2 separate regions of the Mus musculus genome follow, and region 2 is linked to region 1. Evidence: chromatin contacts called from public promoter capture Hi-C data. All regions are on one chromosome and are shown on one strand. Each heading gives the region's core, a stretch centred on a gene start, on an enhancer-like site or on the middle of the called end of the contact. The rest is flanking DNA. Distances are from core to core; before and after follow the strand shown. Region 1 holds the start of Prex2 (phosphatidylinositol-3,4,5-trisphosphate-dependent Rac exchange factor 2). Region 2 holds the start of Slco5a1 (solute carrier organic anion transporter family, member 5A1).

What was found. Promoter capture Hi-C pulls out the DNA fragments that hold promoters and counts their contacts.
Region 2: a promoter capture Hi-C map of second pharyngeal arch cranial neural crest shows a contact between it and region 1. The contact joins the promoter of Slco5a1 here to the promoter of Prex2 in region 1. A contact is called at or near these places in 4 of 39 promoter capture datasets (embryonic stem cells, hippocampal neurons, liver and 1 more) and 2 of 115 datasets of contacts at active chromatin or transcription factors (astrocytes and stem cell-derived neural progenitor cells).

Annotation. Positions count from the first base shown.
Region 1 is chr1:10,989,115-10,995,980 of GRCm38.p6, reverse strand. It overlaps Prex2 (phosphatidylinositol-3,4,5-trisphosphate-dependent Rac exchange factor 2), which reads right to left and starts at 2,516. Exons shown (of 40, transcript NM_029525.1): 1 at 2,072-2,516. The coding sequence starts at 2,188.
Region 2 is chr1:12,987,282-12,994,147 of GRCm38.p6, reverse strand. Slco5a1 (solute carrier organic anion transporter family, member 5A1) reads left to right here and starts at 3,013. Exons shown (of 9, transcript NM_172841.2): 1 at 3,013-4,568. The coding sequence starts at 3,653.

The DNA of each region.
Region 1 (6,866 bases), core at 1,267-3,766:
GGCTGTTTCTCAAAAAAAGGAAGGAAGGGAGGGAGAGAGGGAAGGAAGAAGGAGGAAAGACATTGAGACCAGCAAGTACATTTGCATAAATTGCACATAATGAAAAAAAGCAGAGCTCATAATTTCTAAATAATGAGCAAAATACTATTTCTAAAAAGAAGGTGCAATTGATTTTATACTTCTATTATCTCTTGTCTCATTGTTACAGAATAATGAGTTTTTAAATCTAAAAATCAGGTGTTCAGATAAAAGGGAAAACAAACAAACATCTTATGTGTGTTTAGGGTTGTTTGTTTGTTTGTTTGTTCGGTGTTTTTTTTTTGGTTTTGTTTGTTTGCTTGTTTGTTTGGAGACAAGGATTCTCTGTGTAGTCCTGGCTGTCCTGGAGCTCACTCAGTATACCAGGTTGGCTTCAAACTCAGAAATCCGCCTGCCTCTGCTGTGACTGTGGGCATGTGCCAGGCTGTGCGCATGTGCAAGGCGAACATTATTTTAAATAAAGATCAACAAGTTGGGTTTTGATTTTTGTTTTTTGTTTTTGTTTTTTGAGACAGGGTTTCTCTGTATAGCCCTGGCTGTCCTGGAACTCACTTTGTAGACCAAGCTGGCCTCGAACTCAGAAATCTGCCTGCCCCTGCCTCCCGAGTGCTGGGATTAAAGGCATGCGCCACCAAGTCCAGCTCAAATTAGGTTTTGAGACTCCCTGTTTCTGCAGCTTAGCCTTGGCAGTCCCGGTTTCCATCTATTTTCAGAAAGGCTCTTTCTAAGAATGTCGCAGACCCTTCAAATCCAAAGACTTATCACCCAACAAAGTTTCATGAGAGTCAAATTTGAAGTCATTAAAAGTTTTATCTCCTTAAAAACATGCTCTTGTCAATGACTGCTACATGAACACATACAATAATCCTACCTATCACTGGTTACCAGGGTATTCTCCCAGCACGTGAACCTCAAAGAACGTGGCCCCCAAGCGTGGGTAAAATGAATTTGAGAATCCAGCTTGTGTGTTATGCATCTCCTGAGACCTGAGATGTTGTTCTTCCTGACACAGCCAAGTGAATTTCTACAGGGTGGCTGCTAGCACAAACTTTACAGACTGAAGGAAACTGAAGGAGGAAGTTCGGAGTTTGAAACATTTCCCTTCCAACCTGGGGCTGGGGGCAGGATAGAACACTGGGATGAAGGAGAAAGTGGCCGGAGGATCTGGGTGGGGTTTTAACTCTTTTTCTGAAGGCCGCTCTCAAATATATCAGGATGGACAGGAACTGGCTGTAAATTCTTTGTATTTTCCGCAATGAGGAAAATTCCATCCTTAGGTGATGTCTCAGGAGTTCATTTTCCCACAGTTTTTCCTCTTCTGCTCTGAGACTGAATGAAATGATTTGGGGGCAGAATTCCAGTGAGTCAAACTGGGACCTGGAAACAGCTCCTGCCCAGTCTGTGAAACCCTGAAATTGTCGACTCGAGGTGAGTTTCATGATACCATTTTCAAGTGGTCGGCGTGCACAGGAGACTAGGACCCAAGTGGAGGGCAGATTTAAATCAGGAGAAAGAAGATTGTAGAGCTGTGAGGGAGGCGCACACATGTGGCTTTAATATGCAACAGCTGCCAGGGATGGTGACCCCGCTGCTCTTGCTCCTTCGCCTCCACCCTCAGAATCCAACGTTTCAATGATTATACCTAAAGGGACTTCACTGCTGTTGATCTAATAACCGACTCCGGCTACACAACATTCAAGGACTTTTAAAACACTGCATGTACCTGAAGGTAGCAAATTGAGACACAAAATCAAAACAAAATATGAGCCGAAAGAAAGAGGATAAGGAAAATGACACAATGAAATTTGCCCTGGGAGATGGATAAAGAAAATTAAGCGCAGATGGAACAGGCAGAATGGCCACTGGTTAACTTCTCCCACGCGAGTTCTTCAAGGCCTTGGCCACTCTGCACCCGTTCATCTACAGGTCTGTCCCCCGAGTCCCCGCGGTCCCCGCGTCACCTTTACGGATGCCGGGTGCTGGCGCAGACAATGCTCCAGACTTGGTGCCGTGCGCGGGGCCGGCTACTCACCGACACCAGGAACTCCAGCGTGCCCACGTAGTCGCGCTCGGTCTTCTGCAGCTCGCTGAGCACGCACACGCGCAGGCGAAGCTGCTTGTCTACTTCCCTGGCGCTTTCGTCGCTCATGGTGGCCGGCGGGGCGCGGAGCTGGGGGCAAGTGCGCTGCCCCGCGCCTGCTGCCGCCACTGCCGCCACTGCCGCCAGCAAAGTTGCCGCCTCTGCCGAGTCCCAGCCGGAACGCGTAGCTTCACATGCTGGCCGGAGGCCGGGGTGTGGGCAGAGGACTGTGCTCGGGCTGCGGTGCGAGCGCGGGACGCGCGGGACGCGCTGGACTCAGAACGGGACAGTCCCCGGAGAGCGGGAACCCAGCCCGGCCCGCTGCTCCGGCCTCACGCGGCTCCAGCCCGAGGGGAGGCGGCTCCAGCCACAGCGGTGACTTGGACATCAATCAAATGCTTTCAATCCATGTGACTCCGACCCTTTACCCTTAGCCAAATCTCAGGAAAAAGGAAACACAACCCTGGGGAAGTGTATCCTGCCAGCTAACTAAACACACACACACACACACACACACACACACACACAGGATGGAACTAATCCGAGGTTCCCAAACCTAGAAGGACACTTGTGAGGGCTGCTCTTGGGAATCCCGCCCACTGTTTAGCTTTAATGTGTTTTGCACCAAGTCTGAAAGCAAAGAAACAAGTCCCCGCGGTTACATAACTGCTTGGGAACAAAACAACCACACCACTGACCCTCCCGCGTTTGACAAGGAACACATTGATTTTGAGTTTTCGTCTACTACGAAACAGGTTCGGTTTATAGAAAAAAACAGCAAACAATGTTATTTCACAGGCAGACAACCTCTGTCAAAGCTTGAAATGTCAATTAGTGTGATAAATGAGGACATCAGAGCAAAGTAGCAGCCCTTACCTATGCACTGATTCACATAGAATAAGCATCACCCTGGCTGAGTACTTTGTAACACCGGGTGTATCTAAATTTTTTAAGTCTCACTGTAGTATTTCACTATCAGTTTAAATTCAAGAATATTTGTTCTCAGCTGTTTCCAAGAATTGTAATTTTAAAAAGATACAAATGTTGGATGAGGATGCATAGTAGGTGATTGACAGATGATACCTGAAAGACAGGTGGATGATAGCTGATTGACAGAGGACACACAGAAGCTAGTTATGCTTCAGTTTTGAAATGGAATGGCCAACGCATTTGATTTTAATGTTTAAGTTTATTGAATTCTCCCTTGGGACCAGAACCAAAACCTATAAATCTAACAAACCAAGTGATCCATTTGCATTTCCATCTAGATATTATCAACACATACTTTCAGAGCCATTTTTTCTACTTTACATAGTGTACAGCTAATGACATTTAAATAAATGGAAGTCGCACTCCTGAGGCAAGGAAGAGGCGGCCAAACTTGTTCCAAGATTCAGCAACCTGAGATAAACTAAAGATGTTTCCCTCGTTATTTACACTAAAGTTATCTCCAGTTTCCCATAAGTCTTTTCAAAATATGATTGTGACTTCCATGAAACAAAAAGGAATCTCGTACCTTCTTCTCATATTAAAGATTCAATATTTGAATAATATGAATGACGCTGATGGGAAAGGTAGCTTTTCTGTTTCCCTTGCATCTGGCTATTTAGAGGCAGCCAGGAGCAAAGGGCAAATAGTGTGGACAGCTTCACACAATAGCAGAAGAACAAAGGACGCAAAAGACAGACCTCACAGAGCCTGGTAAACAATAAACAAAAGAAACCAGAAAGCAGAGGAAATACACCCAACAGCTAGTGGGAATCAACCTCTCTGTGTTCCACAGGTAGTAGTGAATGAATGCACTTTTTGCCCCCAAGAGAAAAAAATGATATAAACAAGACAGAGTTCCATCTAGTGCTCTGAATGAAATAGAATGTTTTCTCTTGCCATTTGTTCCCAGTTAGAAAGCCACATTTCTATCAAGCCATTTTGTCTATGTATAGACCTCTAGAGCAAGCATCTTACACTTGAAGAAAAACGTACTTGAGTCTTAGTCATCATTGAGGCTTTACCTATCCAGAAACTTTGGCTGTGTTCTACAAGATGCCTGGGAGACCAGTATGAAAACCATGAAGTGCTAGGATCCGAGGATCATGTAGACCATGAGTGCTAGGAAAATATTTCAGAACACAGGTCATAGGTCACTGCACTGCAGTTACTGGAGGTCTCCTCAAAACGAATATCCCTTCCCCTACCCTCCATGATTTTTTTCTTTAATTATCTCAAACATTATACCCTATATTCTTTCAACAGGGTCCTCAGATTCTTAGACTCCCTAACATTTGAAGTCCACCCTCTAAAGACTTACAATTGAGTTAGGGACAGAGTCAGGTACTTAAATAATTCCATTAAAAGACACACTTCAATAATTGTTTTGGGAAGAAAAAAGCAAGTGGAAGCTATCAGAAAGATATTCATTTTAATTGTGTGAAATTCTTATTTCTCTCAGAAGTGTCCATGGAGAAATTATTATGCTGTTTGTGGTCTCTGCCCTCTTTTCTCCTCCTCCATCTTTGCCTCAGTATCATTTGTAATTAATGAACAACTCCAGGACACCTTGTAGCTCACTCTGCCAAGTCCTCTCTAAGAGAGGACTCTCACAGAGACCTCTGCAGCCCTGGCTGAAGTCCGTAACTTCTCATCAAAGACTTAAGAGCATAAGAAAACAGGCCTAGAATATCTGGAAACTTTCACTTTGATGGTAAATAAGGTCTTTCACAGGCTCTGAATGTGTTGTGTCCCTTCCCACTTCCTCTATTGAAACCTCAGGCTGTGCCTGCCAGGAAAAGGAAGGCAACAAGCAAGATGATGGACAAGAGCCAGGGTTTTTTTTTTTTTTCCTTGAAATACTAATGAGGTTAAAGCCTCCAATAAAAAAGCGATGGGGGGTGGGGGGAGAAGAAGATAGAAATGGCTGAGTTCTGGACTAGCTCAGCCATTAAATTTATTTCGGGTGCATGAACTTGGTTGGTGCAGTTGGAGTGGATTCTAAGGTTCAAAAGGCCCAAGGGCAGAGCACAGTGAGCTTCCTTTGGTTTAGCCCAGAGAAGGACTACTCTGGCCTGAAAGGCTGGAGAGTGCAAGGCTGTCTCTTAGCAGGAAAAGAGCTCTCCACTTGCCTTTCAGAGACCAATCATATTTGTGTCTTGGACATATCAATGCCACTATCAGCTCAGGGAAAGTCACAGATCAAGTCTGGATGCCAGTTCAGTAAGAGCTTAAAAACAAAAGACAAGATTGCTTTACTGCATGACCATCTCATTTAATAGAAACTGGTCTTCGTTATCACCTTAAAGGCTGTAATCTCTAGAAGATGATTTCATGACACCTTGATAGACATAAACAGGCAGAATCATGGAATTACACTAATGTACATATAGAAGACCAGAGCAACAGGTGACTCCTTAGGCTATTTACAATGTAGGTTTCAGTTCATGCTTAATTCCCCAGTTGTTGCACGTCAATTTGTTTACAATTTAATCAGATCAAGTACAGCGAGTTATTGAGTAAGTCATTAGTTCTTTCTTACTTCATTAGTTCTATCTTACTCTTAGAAGGTGAATAGCTTAAATGGCAAACTATAGTACTTGGAAGTCACATTTTAATTACCGATGTGACGTTGTGGGACATAGAAAACAAATCAAAAGTTTGAATGGTACTTCAGTGAGAGGCTAGAGTTCTCTCCAGATGAACTTGATTAAGAACAAGCCACCCTGATAGCCCAATTCTAATGATGTCATGAGAAATCATGTTCTCATTATAAAAACTAAACTTATTAACATCCCAGTAAAACAACCAATGAGTCTAGTGTTAATCTCAGGAAAACACCTTCCCTGTGGTACCCATCTTCCGGCAGAGCCTTTGATTCCTTCCTCAGTATAGGTCTCTGTGACCTTACAGATCTTCAAACCATGCCATACTTCTCTCTTCCTACCTTGTCTTTAGTAGAGAAACTAACAAGGCCCAACATTAACACAGCTGCAACCACATGTCAGTAATGGAGACCACTACTTTGAAGGTCATTACACATAGGTGTGATCAAGGTAAGCCATTATCAGCGAGGCCTTTGCATTATAAAGCAGGAGGGATTGATTATAGGCGGGCCATGCCGAGTTCTTTATACACGAACTGATGAAAGCAGAATACCTTTCCAGGTGTTATTACAGTGGGAAATACAGCTATGGAGAAAGGACACAAGATGCAACAGTGCTGGCCTTACCGGCACATAAGTGTGCCCACAAGCCAAGGACCAGGCAGCCTCTAGGATCTAGGAGAAGCAAGGATCTTACAAAACCCAAGGGAACACAGCCTTGTTAAGACCTTGATTATAACCCAGTATAATTTACATTGTCCCTCTAGCACTAAGAACTGTATAAGGATAAATGTATGTTTAACCAATCACTGAGTTTATGCCAATGACTCATTTTCTTCATTCCTTTATTTTTCAATCTTTCTTCATTCCCTCTCATGTGGTCATTACTGCCATGCTGATCTTTAACTGTCACTAAGTGTTTCTGTTTCTACTAGTACTGAAGGAAGGCTGGTCATTCTCTGCATCATGTGACTTTTCCCCAGGCTTTTTACAGTGTTGACTGTCACTCATCAAGCCAAATTCTCTCTTGCTCCTCTGGGTTGTGGTTTGAATAGGACTGGCCCTCATAGGCTCATATGATTGAATGCATAGTCATGGGGAAATGATACTCCTTGAGAGAGATTTAAAAGTCTTACTCGCGTTCACGCGACCGGC
Region 2 (6,866 bases), core at 1,764-4,263, 2.0 Mb before region 1:
TCTTCCAGAGGTCCTGAGTTCAATACACAGCAACTACACACTGGCTCACAACCATCTGTAATGATTTCTGATGCCCTCTTCTGGTGTGTCTGAAGACAGCTAAAGTGTACTCATATACATAAAATAAATAAATCAGAGAGAGAGAGAGAGAGAGAGAGAGAGAGAGAGAGAGAGAGAGAGCATGCACTCTGTGTTCCTGTTTCTTGCTCCCAGCCCTATGCTCTCAAAATATCTGTATAAAAATACCATGGTCGTATAGCTAGGCTTTTCTCTGACTGATCCTAACGTACTATAACCCATTTACTTTCACCTACATTCTTTCATGAATCCTTTCTGCCTCCTGAATGTCCTTTCTATTCTACCCTTTCCTATAGGCCATAGGTATTTTAACTGACAAGATGATGCATCCATACAATACCAAGATGTTGTCTCTACAGAGGAAGACTGCTGTTTGATAATGGACTAGCAATAGACAGCCCTTAAGATTGTTGGGGTTTTTTTTTGTTTTTGTTTTGTTTTTTTCAAGATAGGATTTCTCTGAGTAGCCCCTGGCTGTCCCGGAACTCACTCTGTAGACCAGGCTGGTCTGGAACTCAGAAATCTGCCTGCCTCTGCCTCCCAAGTGTTAGGATTAAAGGCGTGTGACACTACTGCCCGTCTCGTGTTTTGATTAGACTCTGTTCACCACTCAAGTGTGAGATCTGACCCCTCCCACAGCATCCCCCGCCACCCCATCGGCCTAACTAGGCTAGCCACTTCTACTTTCTCAACCTGTTTTCTGTCTCCCTGCCTCGTCACATATCAATATGTCTGTCTCTGTACTCACAACAGTCCACCACTATTGACAAAGCTATTTCTGGTAAGAAAGGCAGAATGCCATGGCCCCTTGGGACTGACAGTACACAAGTCACGAACCCCCTGTGTCCTGTTCCCTGCCGCTCTTGAGAAAACTGATTTACTTGTAGTGCCATGCCTCTGTGCCTTTGCAAGTGCCCTTCCTGATCCGGACAGGAAAGTGAATGGGTGTCTAGTTCTGCAGTCGCACACTGTATAGAATGAACTGTATAAAATCCTTTTACGTGGATATTTTGGCGGGGGATGGGAGAGGGCAAGACAAGTTTCCCTAACATTAGGGATCTTGTTCCACTTTGGTCCCCAGAATCTGCTATGGTAGAAAAGACATGGTGTGTGGTGAACATGGTAGAAGCCAATAGAAGTATTTCACATGAGATGGTCTTTCTGTCCACCTTGGTGACTTAAAGACACCCGCACCCTTGGGGCTTCAGTGCGGTTCGTCTTCCCACTGTACAGATGAAGGGCAGCGGGGTGGCTGGTTGCCTGAGGGCTGGGCTGGGTGGCTGCCCGCGCGCCTGCGCCCTCTGCTGCTCCGGTCCTGGCGCGTCTCTGTGCGTGTGTGTCTGCCTGGGGAGAAGAGGCTTGGGTGACAGGCCAGAGGTTGGGGGAAGAGTTAGCCAGCTCGACTCGCAGTCTCACTCCCTGATTTCTCGGCGGCGGGACCGAGACGGTCTCCGCAGGCGGCTGGCCCATCTTCCCCCACCGCTGCCGTCCTACAGCGGCTGATCCTCTCCCAGCCCGGCAGATTGGTCGTCACCCTCGCTAGTGAGTTGCGAAAGCTTGTGCGCCTAGCAGAGCGGCGAGCTGTGCCTGGCGGTTCTGTCCTCCCACCGGCTGTGTGTGTGTGTGTGTGTGTGTGTGTGTGTGTGTGTGTGTGCGTGCGCGCGCGCGGAGGGGATGTCCCTAGGATTCCGCGTTGGTTCCGAGAGCTCGGGGCGGGGATCCGCGTGTCCATCCCATGCGAGTCTGCGTCGCGATGCGGCTGCTCCCTCAGCCAGGGGCTCCGACGCCGGGATTCCCCAGCTCGGCGTGCAGCCACGGGTGGAGTTCCCCGGGAAGGCGCAGGGGTGAGCGGGCGGAGCCCAAGTGCCGGCTTGCAAGCCACTGGCAGTCCGGTCCTGAACAATACTGGGAGATGTTGTAGCCGCCTCTCTCATCTTTTTTCTTTTCGCAGCAGCATCACAAAAGCTCAGAACGAAACCCAACGCAGCAGAACCCCAATGCCTCCCATCTGGTGCACTTCGCCGCCGGGGCAGGAGGAGTATAGGGTTCCCCAAGATTAGGGATGGGGTTTACAGCGGAGGCGCACCTGTATTAGCGCTCGCTGAATTCAAACCAAGCGCTGGCTCGCACAAAGTGAACTCGTGTGTGTGTGTGTGTGTGTGTGTGTGTGTGTGTGTGTGTGTGTGTTATACTTCAGGCCTTCGCACACCTCACGCTCTCAGGGTGTGCTTGGCAAATAGCACACCTCCGGGCCGGCGTGCCTGTGTTGAGCCGTTTCGGTGGGCTCCCCGCGCACGCTGTGCCAGCTTGCCAGCGTCTCTTTGTTTGGTGTGGCTTCACTCAACCATTTGCAAAGCAAATTGATTTTCGGTTTCGCTCAACCTTGCGCTCTGGGACTTAACGTGGGCCACAGCCTCGAATGCCCTCGTTACTTGTAATTGAATATAGTTCTTTCCGGCAAGGGGCTATTTTTAGTGTAGAGAATAACCACGCAAGCATGTTGATCCCCTCCCCCCACGCGCTGTCTTTGACTTTAAGTAGGTGTTTGATGGAGCGGACGCATTCACATCTCGTCGCGCACACGTGCCAGTGTACAAGTGTGCACACATATTTCTACACGTAGTTTTCTTTCTACCGCTTAAAAATGTATTTTAAAATTTGAGACCAGGAATGTATTGTGTGCTTGTAAAAGGAAAAAAAAAACTTTCCTTTGTTCTTCTGGGAATCTTCTATTTTGAGTCATGGAGTAGGAGTACCAGAAGGTTGCTATTAGTTCACTCGAATAAAAGACACTGCCTTCTGAGTCAGAGCTGCCAGGCTGATAATTATTAACATATAAAAGCAAACGCACTGTTTAAGGCAAAAGGGGCGGGGCGGGGGCAGGCCCGCCGCAGACAATGAGCGAGAGTCTTGGCGGACCGCCTGCTGCTCATTGTTCCGGGACTTGAGGCTGCAGTCTCTGCAGGTCCCTCCTGCACGGTTCAGCTCCTGGCTAGCACCTCGGTCCCTCTGGGGTCCACGAGGTTACTTAGCACTAGTCACCGGACCCCGGGTTGCCAGCCCCAAGTGCATCCGTCCCTCTGACCATCAATTCTCTGCTTTACAGGTCGGCAGCTTCACGACCCTGTGTGTCACAAGCCTTGCGGTGGGCACCGAACACCCCTGGAGCCACAAAGTGGGATGTTGTTCGGACAGTTGCGCTAAGAGACCCCACACTGGGCCCAGGTCGCTCTAGCTTCTGGCCACCGTCTGAGAGGCGGCGGCGGAGGGGATGAGCACCGGACGCGCAAAGCGCCTACCGCGAGCTATCCCTGAGAGTGGACACCAAGCAGGACTCCTCGAAGGACCGCGTGGACCTTTACCTCCCCCGGTACAAGGTGGCTTCTTGTTGTGCCTCGGGTCAGGATGCTCTGGGCACCTCCCTGCTGCTGAGATGTTTTGCTTCCAGGCTCTGCCATCCCCAGCCCGGGTCTCAGGAGGAGACGACTGAGTGGGCCGGGCATCAGCCCCTCGTTCAGGTGGATGAAAAGTGCCGGAGGCCTTATATGGAATCAGCGATCACATTTTAAGAGCCATGGACGAAGGGGATGCGCAGTCTCGGGCCCAACAGCAGCTAGAGGCACCGTCTTCGGTTGGAGCTGTCCAAGAGAAGTGCGAGTCAGAGTCCTTCAGGTCTAAGAGTTTACCGGTCCTGCACAGCGCCTCCTGCCGGCAGAATTTCAGTGCTGGGAATGCAGATGGCAAACTGGCCTTGGGTTGCAATGAAGCTCCAGGTCGCCAGGAGACGCATCTAGGACGGAACTTGATAGTCCCCAGCCCTTCTGCTCCATCCACTTCGGCAGGCACTACAACGGAACTCATGGACTGTAACCACAGGATGGACCCCAGCAAAACTGTGTCAGTATCTTCCACTTTGGCCACACTCCAGGAGAGAAGGTGTCTCTACGTGGTCCTTACGGATTCTCGCTGCTTCTTAGTGTGCATGTGTTTTCTGACTTTCATCCAGGCGTTAATGGTCTCTGGGTACCTGAGCAGTGTCATCACCACCATCGAAAGGCGCTATAGCTTGAAGAGTTCTGAGTCAGGGCTGCTGGTCAGCTGCTTTGATATAGGAAACCTGGTGGTGGTGGTGTTCGTCAGCTACTTTGGTGGCCGTGGGCGAAGGCCCCTATGGCTGGCAGTGGGTGGACTTCTTATTGCCATCGGGGCTGCGCTCTTCGCTTTACCTCACTTTATCTCACCCCCCTATCAAATCCAAGAGTTGAACGCTTCGGCCTCCAACGATGGCCTTTGTCAGAATGGCAACTCCACAGCCATCTTGGAGCCTCCTCCCTGTCCCAAGGACTCGGGAGGAAATAGTCACTGGATCTACGTGGCTTTATTCGTTTGTGCACAGGTTCTCATTGGAATGGGCTCTACACCGATTTACACCCTGGGACCAACCTATTTAGATGACAACGTCAAGAAAGACAATGCATCCTTGTACCTAGGTAAGACTTGGAATTCTCAGGCATGTAGTTGGCTCACAGTGACATTCTTTTTCTTCCCCAGTCACAAAGGAACACAACCTTTTGTGTTTTCAAGTATATTAAGCATTATGGTTCATTCCTTTTGAGTCCTGCTTTTGGTGTAGTATGTTTTCAGTTTGGGATAAAGAGCTCTTTGAAATAATTTCACAGTTGTCTTTTCTCACCAATACAAAGGCTGAAAAATAGGACAGCACAGGGCCCGTTCCTCTTGTTGTTCACTTTTGGGGAACCTCTATTTGTCAAGTTTATCTTCTAAGCTTTCTTTCCAAGAAATGACCAGAAAGGAGGAGAGCTCACCAGCAGTTTTGAGTCATTGCTTTGCATTGTTACATCTGTTTCTCATCCCTAAAAGCAGATGATGGGGTAGCCAGACCACATATGCTATGTCACTTCACTTCCAAACTCTATTCTGAACATGTCTGATCACCCAGCACCAACAAAGCCTGAAAAACAGTAGATGAATAAGTTATGTCTGCCCACGAGGAAGCAACAGCATGGGCCATGGATTTATCCAAGGCTGTTTTCATTGGGCTTAGAAGACCTCAGTTACTGGAGTTTGTGAGAGTTCATTACTGTCTTCTGAAGAACACAGGCTCTTGGGTTTCATTCCTTGCCTTTCATTTAAGAGCACAGCAGACAGAGGTGTTTGGGATAAGTTCCGGGTATCCATGGGAGGTCAGCCAGGTATGCACAGGGCTAACCGAGTTTCTAGATGTAACTTTGGTGGTTGTCAGCATCTCTCTGTAGTTAGTAATTGCTCCTTCTAAAGTGCACTAAAAGATGGTTTTGAACCCCTGGAAAGGATCAGTGTTGTTAGACCAGTTAATTGCTCTCTGTTCTGTTTTGCTGGAGTCCACCTAACACTTAAAACACCTAAAGGCACTCTGTGTGTGTGTGTGTGTGTGTGTGTATACATCTGTGTGTACACCACAGGACAACCTTGGATGTTGTCTTCTCTCTCTCTCTCTCTCTCTCTCTCTCTCTCTCTCTCTCTCTCTCTGTCTCTCTCTTTCTCTCTCTTTCGTTCCTGGCTTAGAATTCACCAAGGAGCTCACCTATGTGGCTGTTTAGTAACTTCTTAGCTATGTGTTGGTAGATTCCTTGATGTCTGAATGAGATTTTCCAAGAGAGTGAAGAAGATGGTCAGCTTAGAAGGGCTGTACTTTGTCTTTAGTTTACCCACTGCCCTTGGAGTTACTAACTTAACTTTGTTAGTAAATATACGCACAAATGGTAAAATAAGTATCAATATACCCACTCACTAGACTTAATAATTCCTTATTTTATCAACTGTGTATGGTGGCCAATACCTGTAATTCCAGCACTAGGAAGGGTGAGGTAAGAGCATTGCTATGGTTTTTAAGGTCACCCTGGGCTACATGGCGAGTACTAGGCCAACCAGGGCTACATGGTAGATACTGTCTCAAACAACAACAAAAACTCCACTTTGTCATGCTTAAAAGAATCTCCGTATGTGTGTGTATATTTGATGTGGGGAGCTTACTAGCATCTCCCCAATATGTGTGTATATATTTGACATGGAGAGCTAAGCTAAGTGTGTAGGTACCACTAAGCTTCATTGTGCCTCTTCTAGAAATAAGGGTATTCTGGGATTGGAATGTAGCTGAGCTGTAGAGTACTTGCCTCATGAAAGATGCTCTGGAATTGCTCTCTAGAACTACCAGTAAGTAGGTAAACAAACAGGGAAACAAATAAATGCATTCTTTTCCATACTGACAGATGTATCCACATGGTAAGAAAGTTAAGAACTAGTTCCTAATATTGTCAAACACCTTTCCAAATTCAAATTTCAATTGCCACCCGAATTCTTTTATAATTACTAATGTTAAACTCAGGAATTCCTCAAAGGTCATTTATTAATATAATTACATTTGGCCATTTGCCATTGTAGCTTTCATAATGGAGAAAATACCTCAACCTGTGTGTGTGTGTGTGTGAAGTTGACCTTTTGACTTTTTTGAAATAATTATAAATTGATGACTGCCTTAGGATACATTTTTTAAGGAAACTCCACCATAATTCTGACTTACATTAAATTAATTTTAGTAATCAATACAAGATTTTTTTTCTTAGAAAGAGGCTCACAGTGGAACCCAGGCTGGCTAGGATTCATTAAGTTTGTAGTCTAGGCTGGCTTTGAACTTTCAATACTTTTGCCTCAACTTCTTGGGTGCTAAGGTAACAGGCACATACCAACACGCCTGATCAAACCCTTTCAAATGGGCTTTATAGGTTCTT